Regions from separate parts of the Hordeum vulgare genome. Here region 2 is linked to region 1. The links are chromatin contacts, called in public Hi-C maps. All regions are on one chromosome and are shown on one strand. Each heading gives the region's core, a stretch centred on a gene start, on an enhancer-like site or on the middle of the called end of the contact. The rest is flanking DNA. Distances are from core to core; before and after follow the strand shown.

Evidence for each region. A called contact is a pair of places that touch in the nucleus more often than the background predicts.
Region 2: a contact with region 1 is called in a Hi-C map of seedling, with 4 times the contacts expected there. The contact joins the promoter of LOC123408532 here to the enhancer-like site in region 1. A contact is called at or near these places in 2 of 6 Hi-C or Micro-C datasets (leaf and seedling) and 1 of 1 datasets of contacts at active chromatin or transcription factors (embryo).

The regions. Positions count from the first base shown.
Region 1 is chr7H:544,491,058-544,498,880 of MorexV3_pseudomolecules_assembly, reverse strand. No RefSeq gene overlaps it. Among protein-coding and RNA genes, the nearest start is that of LOC123412109, 12 kb to the right of the region's middle. Within about 2 kb of position 4,595, at least 1 of the 3 cell types and tissues checked has open chromatin away from gene starts, as enhancers often do. A contact at or near this core is called in seedling, where this site is marked.
Region 2 is chr7H:544,897,568-544,905,390 of MorexV3_pseudomolecules_assembly, reverse strand. LOC123408532 reads right to left here and starts at 4,579. Exons shown (of 3, transcript XM_045101618.1): 1 at 4,357-4,579; 2 at 3,340-3,672; 3 at 781-3,272. The coding sequence starts at 3,659. The coding sequence ends at 1,370.

The sequences.
Region 1 (7,823 bases), core at 3,346-5,845:
CCATGTATATCTAAAGGGGTGACATGTTGCACTGCATTTTAATTTTCATACCGCTTTGCTCCAGATATTAGAAAACTAAAAATCCACTCCGCCTTGCTTAGTAATTTCAGGATTTCTAACATGTTTTTAGGCGTCTAGTGTGGCCTGCCAAATCCGCAGGACAATCATGTTAGCCCTCACCCAACCTCTAGATATGATGCTAACTTTTTCCACAGTTGATTATTAAATTAGTTTGACGTTTGCAAATAAAATGACACTAAGCATAACTATTCCGGACGAAAGAATAACGCAGGCCCATACCACTATAGTTAAATCTGTGGATTCGCCCGGCTCTTGAGACAATCCAAAAGCTTCTCTTTTCGAGCAAATCTAAAAGTTAATTAAACATGATTTGCTAGATTTTGGCATCATTTTCCCAGGGAATGGGATGACACCCTACCAGGACATGATTCAAGAACGACAAGGCCTCCTCATAAGGTAAAAAAAAAAGAGAACAAAAGAAAAGTCAATTCTCTAAGCAGGACATGATTCAAGAACGACAAGTCCTCTGATATTAAGAAAGGAAAAATAAAGACCAAAGGAGGTATGTGATCTCTGATATTGTTGAGCATATTGTTCATGAGGTTCATACATCTCCACCTGTCATCTCAGACGAAAACAAAGTGTGCGTATACAGCAATCCATGTCTCTTCAGGGAGTACATTATCCGAATGCTGCTAAATATGGTTGGCACTTTGGCAGAGAAAATAAACATAGTAGATGAGTGCGAAGCGATTCGCCACAGGATGCTCAATCGCTCAGGGTGGCTACTACCAAGCAAATATATATATACTCCTTTCGTCTTAATTTTTTTGTCTTAAATTTGTTTAAAAATAAACGTATCTAAATATTAAAATATAACTAGATACATTCAAACCTAGACAAATGTAAGACATAAATTTTAGGACGGAGGGAGTATATACTTTGAGGAGAAATCCACTTGGCTTCCTGCGTGCGTGCGTACATCGAAAGAGCCGGCCACTGCTAGTGCCGGAGCTTTGACAAACCCAAGAAGCGTCGCCCTCACGCCGATCCGGCAAAAGCCACGACTGCGATGCGGCGGCCCGACGAGCACTACCCAGGGAATAAAATGATCACGCTCGTCCGTCAGTCCGTCCCGCTCAGCCTACGTACGGCCGCCTGTTCAATACTCACTCAGCAGTAGTGCAGTTTAGCAGGATAGGTAGATCATGAGATACCAGGGCGCAATTCCGACCCCGTCGACGGTGTGCTCTCGATTCGCCGCGCGACTTTGACGGACGTGACGGAAATGTGCTGGCCTGAAGCCTGACCGCCCTGAGCTATCTATCAGGCGATGCGTCGATCGACGTTGGTGGCTTTGGTTGGTGATGTGATGAGTGCCGCCACGAGGAGGAGGAACCGGGTCTTCCTGCGAAAGGGAGATGGTGAAAGCCAGGGGCCTGAGAGAGAGTGACGGAGCGAGCACCGGAATTTGTTCTTGCATGTTAGTTACTACACGTCGGTGTTGCACGTCCCGATCGTGTGCCCAGGACAGGAGTGGCTTCCAGGCACGCGGCCGTGCAGGGGCGGACCTAGAAACATTTTTGAGTGGGGGCATATTTTGGTACATTTTGTATAATTTATAGAGTTTTCGTATTTATTTTCTAAAAATACAACCAAATACTGCAGGATTTACAAAACTTGAGTGGGGGCCATGGCCCCCACTCACATCAACGTGGGTTCGCCCCTGCGGCCGTGTCGTTTGGTGTGGTGTGGATGATGGCTTTGCTGCCTAGAAGAAGGTGTTTCTTGTGCTCATGTTTGCGTAGCAGGCGGTAGTGCGCTCCTATTTTTTGACTTTTTCTTTTATAATTTGGTTTTAAGTGGTTCCACGTCTTCAGTGGTGCATGGTCGAGATTTTGCGGACGCGCGAAGACACGTTCTAAGTGCCGGTGAACACGTGTGTATGTAGTTCGTGCATACGGCACGGTCTTGTCTTCTCGTCTTGTACTCCTGTAGGTGGTGTTTCTTTGAAGGGACTAGATTTTTTTTTTAATCTTAAGTATTGAAGAAAAAAGTCCTTTAAATAAAGTCTTTTTTTAGTCCCTTAAAAAAAAGTCCCTCCTGTTTCTTTACCTAGGAACTAAAAGGGATTTTTTAGTCTAGTCTTTAGGTAAAGAAACACCATCGTAGTTGCCTTGTCTTTTTTCATTTTTCAGATTCATGATACTTTCGAATGCCATGGTGCGATGGGACGGCCAAGTTTTACGTAAACAGTGCACATATAACCACAACTAGCCAACCAGTTTTGAGGACCTTATAGAAAGTTTTCCGAACCGATTTTTTTTTTACTTCTGATTCTTTTTTTTTGTTTCTGTTTCTGTTTCTTTTTCTTTTTCTTCTTTCCTTTTTTTTTCCTTTTTTCTACTTTTTTCCTTTTTCTTTTTCGAGGTCACTTTATATTTTTTGAACTAAATTCATGTTGAAAATTGGTCCTAAAATTCGAAAAATGTTCTTTTTCTAAAATATTCAAAATTTCAAATAATTTTTGTTTTATTAAAACTATTCATAACTTCAAAAAAATCTCTTGTTCATCAAAAAATATTGCGAATGCTTTTGCTCCCTTTTTGAAGAAGAGAGTTTTGAAAAAATTGTTTGGGCATTTCAAAAAATTATTTGTATTATTTAAAAAATGTCATAATTTTCAAAAAATGATCAGTTCACATGTTTAGTAAATTCAAATAATGATTGCATTTTGAAAAAATGTGCCAATATTTTAAAAAATGTTCTTATTTTTCGAAAATTGCTCAGAACTTTCAAATAATGAGAAGGATTTCAACAAATGTTTCTATTATCTTAAATTGTTCACAAAATTCATAAAATGTTCTTCTTTTCAAATTTTTGTTCACATATTCAAAAGTTGTTTCTGTTTTTTAATTTTGTTAACAAATTTAAAAAACTTCAAATTTTTTGAAAAACAATTCGGTTTCAATTTTTGTTCACCTATATAGAAAATGTTCGCATTTCTAAAAAAATCAAGATTTTCCAATTATTCTCAGTCTAAAATTTTGTTCTGAATCTAAAACTTTGTCCCTAGTTTCAAACGTTGTTCACCATTTCAAAAAATATTAACATTTTCAAACATGTTCTAGAACTTTGACAAATGTTCGTGTTTAAAGAATGTTCTGAAAATTTTATTTTTTTAGTTTCAAATAGTTTTTTTACAATTATAAATGATGCTCCATTTTTCGAGTTTTGTTTATAAATCAAAAGGTGTTCACGTTTTAGGAAAAATGTTCAGGAAGTTGAAACTTTGTTCATAGTTGGAAAAGATGATGTGAAATATCAAAATTCGTTCACATTTGTTAAAATTATTCTGCACTTAATTAAAATGTTCGAAATTTGAAACTTTTTTTGCAAGTATTAAGGAATGTCCAGATTACGCTGCGAAATATAGTACTCCCTCCGTCCAAAATAAGTGACTCAACTTTGTACTAACTTTGTAGTTCATAGTTCACTCTGTAAAGTTGAGTTACTTATTTTAAGACAAAGAGATACTTCATAGTTCACTCTGCTCATTATGTTAACAACGTTCGATCGGTGAATGGGTTAGCCGGACTCATGTACAAACAGGAACTTTGTAGTTTGAATCCTGTCTCGCATGACGCAATGTTATTTTGCTTTTTTTGCCGGACAGCTCGGTTTGTTCAACTCAAAATGGGCTGGCCACTCGATTGATCCCTGTGCGAAGGGAGGTATGTTTGCCACATAATGCGGCGAATAGGAGCTCCATAAATTCAGATCCTATTCCACAGGTAGGGTCGTGTATACCCCTTTCAAAGATAAGTACCAGGTCAGCATCCACCATCCCGGGATTTGACAAGTGCAACAATGTATGTGCGTTTACTTAAAACATTTTACATATTGGGCCGTGCGCAAACAAGGAATTTTTTCTTTGTATATTCATTTATTTAAAACATTTTACATATTGAGCCATGTGTTTAAATAATGAATTATTTTACCGTTGAATTTCTCACGTCAACATATTTAAAACTGGATTATCTGTTAATAGGTCTTGATGATTTTTTAAGAACAAATACCCAAAAAAGAAGAAAAAAATAGAGCGGGATGGCATGGTTGTGATTTTCTCTTTTTTGAGAAATTACAAGCTATGATTTTTCCCTTTTTCGGGGAAGCAAGTCTAGAAGCAGAAATATGCTTCTCGTGTAAGCACAAATTTGCTTCTTGTGAAAACATATGTTGTGCATCTGATGGAACCATAGGTTGTGCTTTTCATGAAATCAAATATGTGCTTCCATGACAAACAACAAACAAAATTACTTTCCTAGAATCACAAATGTGATTCACAAAGAAAAACAATTTTATTCCCTCCAAAACCTAAGAAAACCAAGATAAATACGCAAAACTCAACAACCAAAAAACCCGAAAAATGTAACCATCTAAATTATGAAAACAAGTAAAAATATATCTAGAGGGATAGCACACGGCAGGTGGCAGCAGCTCGACGCATGACTTAGAGGCCTCCCGGCTAACAAAAGTGACCCGTAAAGAGCCCCCCCGCGCAGCGCGAGAGTTATATCTTGCTCAGCGCACTATGATAACTTGTGACCCTAAAGGATTTTCTTTCTGTCTATTGATTTCTGGGCCGGTCTATTTAGGATTTATTTGTCTGTCTTGCTTTTGGTTCGCTCGGTTGATAGCATCTGCGTGGGCTTAGTTAGGTTTTCTTTCTCTCTTTTTTTCTTTTATTTCTTTTTTTCTTTCCCATTTTCTTGGTTCTTTATCGTTTCTCTGTTTTTTTTGTTTTCCTGCTGTTTCTTTCTCTCGTATCTCATCTTTTTTCTCTCTCTCTTTCTTTAATATTTTTCATTCTTTTTTGATTTTTACTGGTTTTTTATTTACCTTTTGTTTTTATAGGTTTTCTTTGTAATTTTTCTTATACACTAGGAGCAATTTATAAATACTCATTTAATATTTTCGAGATACATGATTACCATTTTCTAAAACATATATATTTTGATGTCTATGTTTTTTATACCCATTGTATATATAAACCAGGAATTCTCTTATACACACATTTATTATGTTGAAAATACACAATTAAGTTTCGAAAACAACTATATTTTTTATGCCTATGTTTTCATAAATAACGTTTTAGTATCAGGAACAGTATATATACAGGTTTAAAATATTCCAAATTCCATTTTTAAACATACAGGTTTTGATGTATATATTTTCTTACATTTTAAATTTTTTATAAATCAGAGAAAAAACATATACACGTTTAACATTTTCTAAATATATAAGATTAACTGTTGTAAAATATTTTTAAGTCTACTTTCCCTATATACAGTGTACACTTTTGTATATGTTACATGTTTATCATACACATTTAAGATTTTATGTATGCATGTTTAAAAATTAAAAACAAATCAATTTTTATTTTTAACTTTTCCGTATGCATTGTACATTTTTGTACACACGTTTAACATGTTTTAATTGTATTATTAAAGAATGCATTTTTGTATATAAAGTAACTTTTATAATAAAAATACTTGGAATATTTTGAATTATAAGGAAAATAAAAATAATCTTACAAAACAGTTTAGTAAATATAAGAGCTGAAAGCCCCGTGACTGCGCTAGGCCGACGCAATCGGATGGCTGCCTTCAACGAGTCATCCAACTGTCTCGCTTGAGGCCAGACATATTTCTAACAAGCAGGCTCATTTAAGTCTTTGAACATTTTCTGAATTTTGGAAATATTTTACAAATTAGTTACTCCGTCCCATACATATTACTTGTCGCTCCAGTCGATATATCTAGATATATTTCAATGTTAGATACATGTGTTTGAGTAAAAAGTAATACAGATAGGAGAAAAAATAGTTTTTGAATTTTAAACAGTTTTTAAAATCCAAGAATAATTTTTAAATCTGTGGAAATTTTTTAGTTCATTATTTTGTAAATTAGAACCAATTTTATAAATACAGTAATTGTTTTTAAAATGCATGAATATTTTATTAGTTTGAAAGATTTCTAAATTTGTGAGCATTTTTTCAAATTTGGAAGAACTTCTCAAATCAAATATTATTCTCAATTTTAGAAATCTATGGATATTTTTTAAATTTGCCACTTCTTTTGACGAAACTATTAGCATATTTCAATCCAAGAAGAATTTTTAAATTCACTATTTTTTTCGAAATCTGTGGATTTTTTTCCGATTTATGAAAAGTTATAAAATTCATGATAGTTTTTGTTATTTGGGATCAATTTTTAAAATTTGTGATTGTTTTAAATTAGTGAATGTTTATGAAATCCATTTGTTGCACGCGCCACCCTATGCACGGAGTAGGATGTCTCACGCTTAACATGATTGCGGGATTGAATATATTTTTATTGAGGCCCGTTAGGGGAGGGTTCATCTGTGCCGAAATGTTGCCTCTCCTAATAACGGATAAATATTGCGAATATCCCGAATAGTGGACCGGCTTCATGGAGCCTGATTTAATATAACATATTCCACAGCTTAAAAAGTTGAATTTTTTTTATACATATAGAAGTATATGTATAACACGTTTGATTTTTTTTTGTAATAATATAGTTTCATATGTGGTGTAGACAAAAAAGACGAGTACATTCATGGCAATAGGCCAAAAAAACTTTATTCTTGGGCTGTATTTTGTTTTGTTTGTACAGCCTGCAAATCATAATATCTTTGAATGAAATTTTACATATCCGTCAAAAATATGTATAAGTTTTTACAGGATTTATTTTGATTTTTTTTCGAAACTTAAAAGTACCAATTTTGACTTTTTTGAAAAAAGGGCTCCAAGGAGCCCGTCCTCCAAAAAGTCGCACTCCTAAAGAAAGGATGGAAAAAAATCTAAATTAAAGACATCGCGTCGTGTTCTTCTCGTGCGGTGGACGGGCGCACACATCCACATTTGCATGCGGTGGCCCTGCCCGTGTCATATGTGTGCATATGTTCTAGCTACAGTACTTTATGTTAAACACTACAATGTTATGGTACACTACGTTTTGTTTATTTTGCTACTCACCTACTCGCATTTGCTAAAGGTAGGGAGCTAATTAGCTACATTTAAAAACTCTCATCATTTTTTTTGTACTATCACCTCTCAATCTCCATGCATATCAAAGATAGCTTTTTCAAAACAATGTCATAGATGTACTTGCCAGTTTAACTATCTCGAATTGTCATTTTTATTATAAGTAATTGCCACAAATGATTTGTTGTCCTTTGCTAGCTATAACTATGCAATTTTTGTCATGTTTACAGATGATTGCCAATAATGATTTATTGTGCTTGACAATTTTAAATATGATGAGTTGTCAACTTTTTACATGTCATTGCCAAAAAAAGATCTTTGTGTGCTTGCAATTTAATTCAATCAAGGTGTCATATTTTACATGCAATTGCAAAAATATGGCAATTAATTTATTTATTGTCAGACAATTGAGTGTTTAAAAATATGACAAGTAAATGCAACAATGTGGCAAGTACGAACAGATTTTTTTGAGGTCAAAATATGTCAACATGGGATCTAGTATCCAAGATCTCGTTACAACAAAGTCAATGGTGAAAACAAAACGTCCATCAAATTAACTGTTTTAGAGATTAAACCTTTTAACGTTCATCAGGCATGCATAAGAGAGATTGCGTGCATGCATAAGAGAGATATAGCGTGGATTTCGGGCTTTTTCAAGTAAAACAACAGGAGGAAAGACATTAATTTTAGAAACACACTAATTTTACATTACATTGATGATTAGTTGGGCCAT
Region 2 (7,823 bases), core at 3,330-5,829, 410 kb before region 1:
TACCTGTATGAACTTATTATGTAAGACTCTTCCGAGTCTTCTAAATAAACGTTGTGATGTTGTATGGTTATGTTGTGATGCCATTGTTGTATCTATGCATATCAAAGTATGTCATGCGTACGTGTGATGCACTGTGATATGTATGGGATTCAACACCTAGTCATATGCCCTTAGTAGCTCTCTATACAGATAAATGCCCCTTTGTGTTTCCACCAAGCCTTGGTAGTTCGCTACTGCTCCGGACACATTGGTTGACCGGCATGTATCCTTCTTAGTTGTTGTGTCTGTCTCTACGGAGAAATGTCACGCGGGGTAATGAAGTCCTTGTAGCTTGCTACGACTCGTCTACACTCGCTGATGACCGACACCTGCTTTGTTGGGTTATGTATGCCTGTCTCTGTACAGTTGAGCCACTTGAGTTTATGACTAGTTATGTCGACCCGGATTCTTTGACATGGAATGCTAGCAACACAATTGCATACGTGAGTCAAAAGGCGCAAACGGTCCCGGCTAAGGTAAGGTGGCAACCGTGGGGTTAACCGTGCGTGAGACCGCAAAAGGATGCGATGTGTTACAGGCTGGATTTCTATGGCTTAGGATCGGGGTCCCGACAGCGTGCCTGTCAATACTAGCTCGCCAGTTATTTGGTGAAGGAATCCTCTCTCCTGGGCTGGCCCAAAATTTTGGCAACAATATGTAAGGCAACAGCAACGGATCCATATGCAGCCAAATACTATTTGGCAACAAACAAAACAAGAGGATCACCCATTCAGGTTGTACTTGACCAAAACAGTTCAAACGCTGCAATGAATGCTCTTCCGCTTACAAGCAGCAAATTAATAACCTCTGACTTCCAGTCCATAAATTCAAATGCGTTAAAACAGCATATATATTTACTGGCTCAATACGATGCTAAAATATATAAAGATGGCAAATAGACTACCCTAAAATATGGCCCATGTTGCACAAGAAACAAGAAATTGCTTCAGGCATAATAACTAAGAAATTTCTTCCGGCACAATATAAATGCCCGAGCATTATCAACTGCAATTCAAATGCACCAAAAATTCAACCTGAAGTTATGAGTTATGACGCATTTCTTGCCTTGCTTGAAATGGTAAGACAGACCCACGGCAGGAGGAAAGATAAATACAACAACACATAGACTGGGCATCGGAACATGGCAGAATTTCCCCAGTTTCTGCAATGGTGAACATCACAATGTTTAATTTACTAAACAAATGTCGCTAGCCTAAGCAAAACAGTGAATACAGAGCAACTTGGCTAGAAGCAACTACCATGTCACAGGTTCCCAAAGAAAGAAATAGAAGCATTTGCTTACAGGGAACATCAAGAGTAATTCTCCACCTTAATTGTGTACATCGGAGAGCTCAGCTGGTGGCAAGGCAGGCAAGGCAGGCAAGGCTTCGCCGCTGATAGGAATTTTGCAAGTTGCTTTGTTGTGACCATAACCTTTACATCTGCTGCAGCGCACTGCCCTTTTAATTGTGATGCGCGGATCAGCTGGTTTCTCTTTCGGCCTGCCAACCCGTCGACGAGTTCGAATTGGGAACGGGAATGTCGCTAGACTCTGACAATTGTCCGTTGATGTAGTAGGACCCAGAATAACATCAGGTATCGGATTTATGGACATTGAATAGGTCGAGCGGTAACATTTCGTCGTGAAATACTGTACACAGTAGTCATATGCATATTGCCCAGTGTGCTCAAATACTGCAATTGCATGCATGCATGGCAACCCAGAAACATTCCACTTTCGGCAGGTGCAGTCAAACTTCTCAATGTTGACAACATTAACTGAGTCATCGCATACCTTGAACAAATTACCATCGCCATCACTTTCTGTGGGCATAACATTCAGTGAGTGAGCTTTGCTCACTTCTTCCTGCAATTTCTGGTTAGCTACAGGCGTTAATCCATCAGGCCATTCATTAGCAGACTCTCTGCGTGTGTACATCATATCCATGAGCTTGCATCTTATTGTGTCAACCAACTGCACAACGGGAAGCTCATGTCTTGGGGGGATCCAGTCAAGAACAGTGCTGGAAATATTGCATGAATACTGACCATACCGCGACCCCATGAAAAAGGCATCTGACCACCGCTCAGGTTTGATCTCCAAAAGCCATTCAGCAAGCTTATCAGATTCACTTTTAATTTGCTCCATACACAGATTGAACTCATCAACTGTGCATGAAAATATGGCCCTCTTAAGAAGCTCAACCATAGCATCTCTTACTTCTTCAGTCCACGCATCGTCCAATTGCCTCTTAAATGCTCCAATAAGGAAGTCCATGCAATATCCATGATGACTGTCAGGGAACACCAATGGTACTTCATCCCATAATCCATTTTCTCCATTAGATATGAATGTTATGTCATGAGATGCCGACAGTGAATATTTTAGTTGCTCAAGAAACCAATGCCAATTTTCACGGCTCTCGTTGTCCACTACAGTGAATGCAACTGGGAACACATCCCCTTGTCCATCAACTGAAGTAGCAGTCAGTAACTTCCATTGCTTATTCGATTTTGCAGATACTGCATCAAGGAAAAGGAGTGGCCTGCACCCATGCTCAAAACCATAAAGCGATGCATGGAAAGCAACAAAGAAACAGAATTTTGAATCTTCCATAGTTACCACTGTTGCCACACTTCCAGGGTTTGTTTCCTTAATACTTTCACAAAACAATGGTAGCTGGATGCATGCCTCATCATGTGCACTATAAAGTTCTTTCTGAGCAATTGATCTTCCACGCCAAGCCTGCGAGTAATTTAGGCACAATCCATACTCCTGTTGGAGATCATTTGCAATGTCTCTTGGCCTGTAGTGTGGGCTATCACGTAACTTTTCCTTTATAACACTAGCAACCCATCGTTGTGACGCCAAACGATGACTTTTCACAGTTTCAGATTCACAGGTGTGGGTTTCAGATATTTTCTTGATCATGAAATCTATATTGGCAGGAGACTTGGAAGCATGTATCCGCCATGGGCAATCTTCACCAGTACATTCTGCAGTAACACGAGTTGAGTCATTCTTGATAAATCTGTAATGGAACCTATGTGCAATGGCATACTTATGCAAGGCATCACGGAAATCCTTGGGGCTTTCAAATACTTGGCCGACTCCAGTGATCACATCCTTCCACTCTGCGCACACCTTTTGTCTCTTAGACCCATCCGGAGTCGTTGGGACAACGGCAATTGCATGTGTAGGAGTGGCCGAGTCAGCAACAACGCTCTTTGCACTGTAAATATTTCATTTGTCATTTTGGCAATGCAAGTGGAAAAAACAATTGATGTTCAGAAAGGTACCTGTTGTCGACCTTCTTTATGACATAAATGTATGTCGTCTCCGACTCTGCATGGAATTCAACCATGCGACGTAGGTCCTTGTCATTGGAAATAGAAATCAAGGTCCTATTATTCTTTGGGAGGAAATACTTGAACAAGAACTGGTCGACCTTGAGATTATTAAGCGTTGAAGATATCTCATGCTTAAATGCACTGAAAGTCCAGTCACTTTTGATAAGCATTGCATGTGCCTCTCCACCAGAATAGGACATAAGCCCATCAGCATCTGTGGTGAATTCGCCACCTATCTGAAGAACACCCACAATTTGTCCCGTCCCCATGAGCTTCTGTTTCCTAACAAGATGAGATGAATACAAAAATTAGGCAACTGTAAGAAGTAGAACAGAGCTTTAGCCAGCAAGGCAACTTTGAGTAGTAGTTGCTCAGTTGGTTGTTTGAGCATTTTCTACGATATAAGGAAATTTTCCAACAAAACAACTTGCCTCAAAGCTTTAAAAAATTAGGTCATTGCGTTTTCTACATGAAATTTCATGCAGGGAACATTACGAGGGTGTGAATGATAACTCAATCAATTATAATAATCAAAAGGGTGATTCTCTGTTATTTTCCCTTTTGCGAAAGACAGATAAGGTGACTTAAGTGATCTGAGTGTTAAAGTATGACCAAATTGGTGGGTGGTCTGGAAGCAAGGGCTGTACACATGTGAGGTTTAAGCACACTAGTTCAGTTTTTCACTGCTGGCTCCATAAAGCATGAGCATGTGCAAGTACAGGGCATATAATATAATGATGTAATTGAATTGAGAGCAGAGCAAACCACAGAGTTCTCGGCAGATCACCAAGTGATGGCTGAACTAGGGATGCTAACAAGTTGTAAAAACGACGGTGTTTTATGCTTTTTATTACTTTCAGACTCAGTGCTCGCTTGATTTCAGCTGATTTTTGCATCAGTCGTGGCAATTGCAAGCATATACAGTACCGAATAAAAGAAACTGGTAACCAATCCAGGCATCATTACCAGGAAACGGCCTGCGGTGGTGGGGCGCCGGCAGGTGTGGGGGCGAGGCCGCGGCGGCCGGCGGGCCTCAACCTCGGGAAAGTACGGCGGAGTCCTGGCGAGGGCCGACTTGCGAGGTGGATGGCCGGCGGTGGCCACGGGCACAAACTTCCCAAGGCTCGAGAGATGAGGCGGTGTGTGTCTTGTCCGCGGCTCTGGATCTAGGGTTTGCGCGCTCGGCCCTACGTGTCATGCACACGCCGTGGGTACATACGGTTAACGCAATGTACTCGTGCACGTGCCACGTGGTGCAAAGGCTTGGCGATCCGAGGGCCGGGCTTTCAGCCTTCAGGGAGCCCGAACTGGCCCGGCCCCGTAACCACATCCCGCTCTGCGCTGCCGTAACATTGACAATGTGTTTTTTATTTTTGTTTTTCAGGTTTTCCTTCATACTTTTATTTTATTTTTCTAATGTATAACGTAATATTACATATATTTTAAAAATTATTTAACTCGTAACTGAGAAAATTTAAATGTGTATTAAAAAAGGTTTCTAATGTACCGGCAAAATGTAACATGAATAAAAAAAAGATATTAATCATGTGTATAAAAAATTGTGAAAATTAACTAATTTCTCATTTGAAAAATATTTATTTGAAATTTAAAAAAATGTTTACCCTATTTAAAAACATTTTTTTGATTCAAAAGAAATGATTCATACATTCAAATTAATCTAAGTCACATTTTAAAATTTCTGCACAAGTTTTCAAAATGTGATCATGACATTTTCAAAAAATGTTTATAAAGTGTATCAAAATGTTTGCATAGTTAAAAATATGTTTCTTCATGAAAAAAGGTTTTAGTACTTATTTCAAAAAATGATTAACATAATTTTCAAAACATATTTTTATAAAAATGTTGAATATTTATTTGTAAAAAATATCAAGTATAAAAAATTGTTTACATGTATAAAAAACGTACAACATACGCAAAAAAAAGTAGACATGTGTTAGAAAAAGGTAAAAAAATAGACATGTGTGAAAAAAATAAAAACATAAATCAACAAAGAAACAAAAAAAGAAAAAGGAAAAACCTAAAAAACTAAAAAGAAAACCAACGTATGAGACTAAAAGAAGAAAAACAAAAGAAAACCTCTAAAAGCTAAAGAAAAATGAAACAAAACGTAGAAATACCAAAAGGAAACTGGTAAAATACAAAAGTAAATTAGAAAGGAAAAAAGCGAAGAAACACCAAACGCAGCAACCGGACACGAACGTGCAAAGACTCGAGTGACAACTGCTAATGGGCCAGCGCAATAGGCGTCCGTCCATAGGCGATTCCTCTTAGGAATCTGTACAGGAGAGGTATAGCTCTAACGTAACGGGATACCGTGCTGACCATATGGCAAACATAGTTCAAAATACCGGACCGGGCCGGTGGTCGGACCGAAAAAACTCGAAACCGGCAATTCCAACAGTTTTTTAGGCGTAGTGAACCGTCTCGCAATCAAACCAGAAAAAAAAACGACCAAACCGGCGGTTCATGGAAAACCGACGGTTCAGTGTTAATGATAGAAAACCCCTTTGCTGACTTGTTTTTGTGCGTATAAGGTGAGGGTAGAATCGATAAAGGAAAAAACCTCTTTTGGTAGGGTTCACTCCATTGGGAGCTTTCTCCTTGATATATTATTGATTGGTGTATTTGTTGATAAAATATATATTATTTCATCTATTCACTGTTGTGTTTATTGATTAAATATTTATTATTTTATTCTTTAAAAAACGACAATCGAACCGATGAATCGATGGTCCGACCGGTGAAAACCTGAACCACCAACCTTCCCGGTTCGATTATCGAATCGGTTTTTAAAACTATGATGGCAAGAACAAATGCGTCGTTTGTCATGGGATGAGTATTCAGCCCATTAGGCAGCAACGCCTGAGGCAAAAGTGCAACGGCCCTCGAACTCATCCCTATAAAACATAGTAAACTAGCTCCCATCCTTCACGTATGATCCTTAATTTGAGGGCTTCTAAGGGCCTCTTTAGTTTAAAGGAATCCTATAGGATTTTTGGTTGATTGAACTCCTTAGAAATTATTCCTGCGTTGGTCCTTTGATTTATAGGGTTTGATCCTATAGGAGTTTTTCTATGAAATTTTTTTACTACATTTTATAGGAAATCTAACATCCACTCCAATCTTTTTTTTACATTTCTTCATTTTTCTTGAGGCATCAAACGCTCCTGCTAATACTATAGAATTCAAGTGGGCATCGCACTTCTACCCTATACTTTTCCTAGTCCTGTGCTTTCAAAATCCTACGAAACAAAGACGGCCTAAATGTCGCTCTCATCGCTGGTTTAGGCTACTGGCACTCGAACAAGACGGTCATCGAGTCGGGCCAACAATTCTTCCTTCGAGAACGTGAAGTTCGAACGACATCAACACATCGACGAAACTATGTGAGAAAAAACTTGTCGATGCGCTTGTTCGTCCCCTTGTTCTAATTGGTTCACATCACAGTTGATCGCTGCCTTTTGTAAATAATCATAAATATTAAGAAAAACATAAATTTGAAAACAGTTCATAATTTTTCGAAACAAATTGTGCATATATGGAAAAGTTCATGAAAAGGAAAAATATTACACAAATTTGAGAAATGTCTTGGAAATATGAATAGTTCAAGGATTTGAAATGATTTTTGAAAAAAGTTCACAGAAAATAGAAAAAAGTTCATAAACGAAAAAAGTCAGATCTAAAATTTAGAATAAGTTCACCAATCTGAAAAAAATTCATAAAACTTTAAAAGTGCTTGTGAAGTTTGAAAACAAGTTTAGATCTAAATCCATGCACTTAAAAACTGGTCACGAAATTGAAAAAAATTCATGAGCCAAAAATACACTAATTTATAAAAAGTACATGAATTTTAAAAAAGATTTGGATATGAAAAATTGTTCCCTGAAAACTGAAAAGAAAAACAGAAATGGAAAAAGGGAAAACGATTAGAAAAAGAAAACCCGAGGAAGAAAACAAGAAAACCAAGAAAAACCCACTAAAAACGTAAAGAAAAACAAAGTATCTCTATTCCTAATGTGTCGGTTGGTAGGCTAGCCTGTACGGTTAACTTTCGCATGCTTTTTTTTGTCTCCTACTTTTGATTTTTTATCTCTCCTCCCACCACCCCTTTCATCCTGGTCCATCAATTTATTTTTATCCACTCTTTACTACAAATCAAGACTTTCCTAATGTATAACTAATTACTGATCTAACTTTTTTAAGTTATCCAAATCAACCGACCTCTTTTACTAGTGTAATTTGTTTTAAAAAACAAATAATAGATTTTAATCTAGCTTTCTTAAGTTATCGAAATGAACTGATCTCTACCATTAGTGCTTTGTTTTAGGAAACAAATAACGGATTTTCAGGAGACAAGTAGCGGATTTGAAGGATCAAATCTTTAATGAATCAATCACAGTTAATCTTTAATG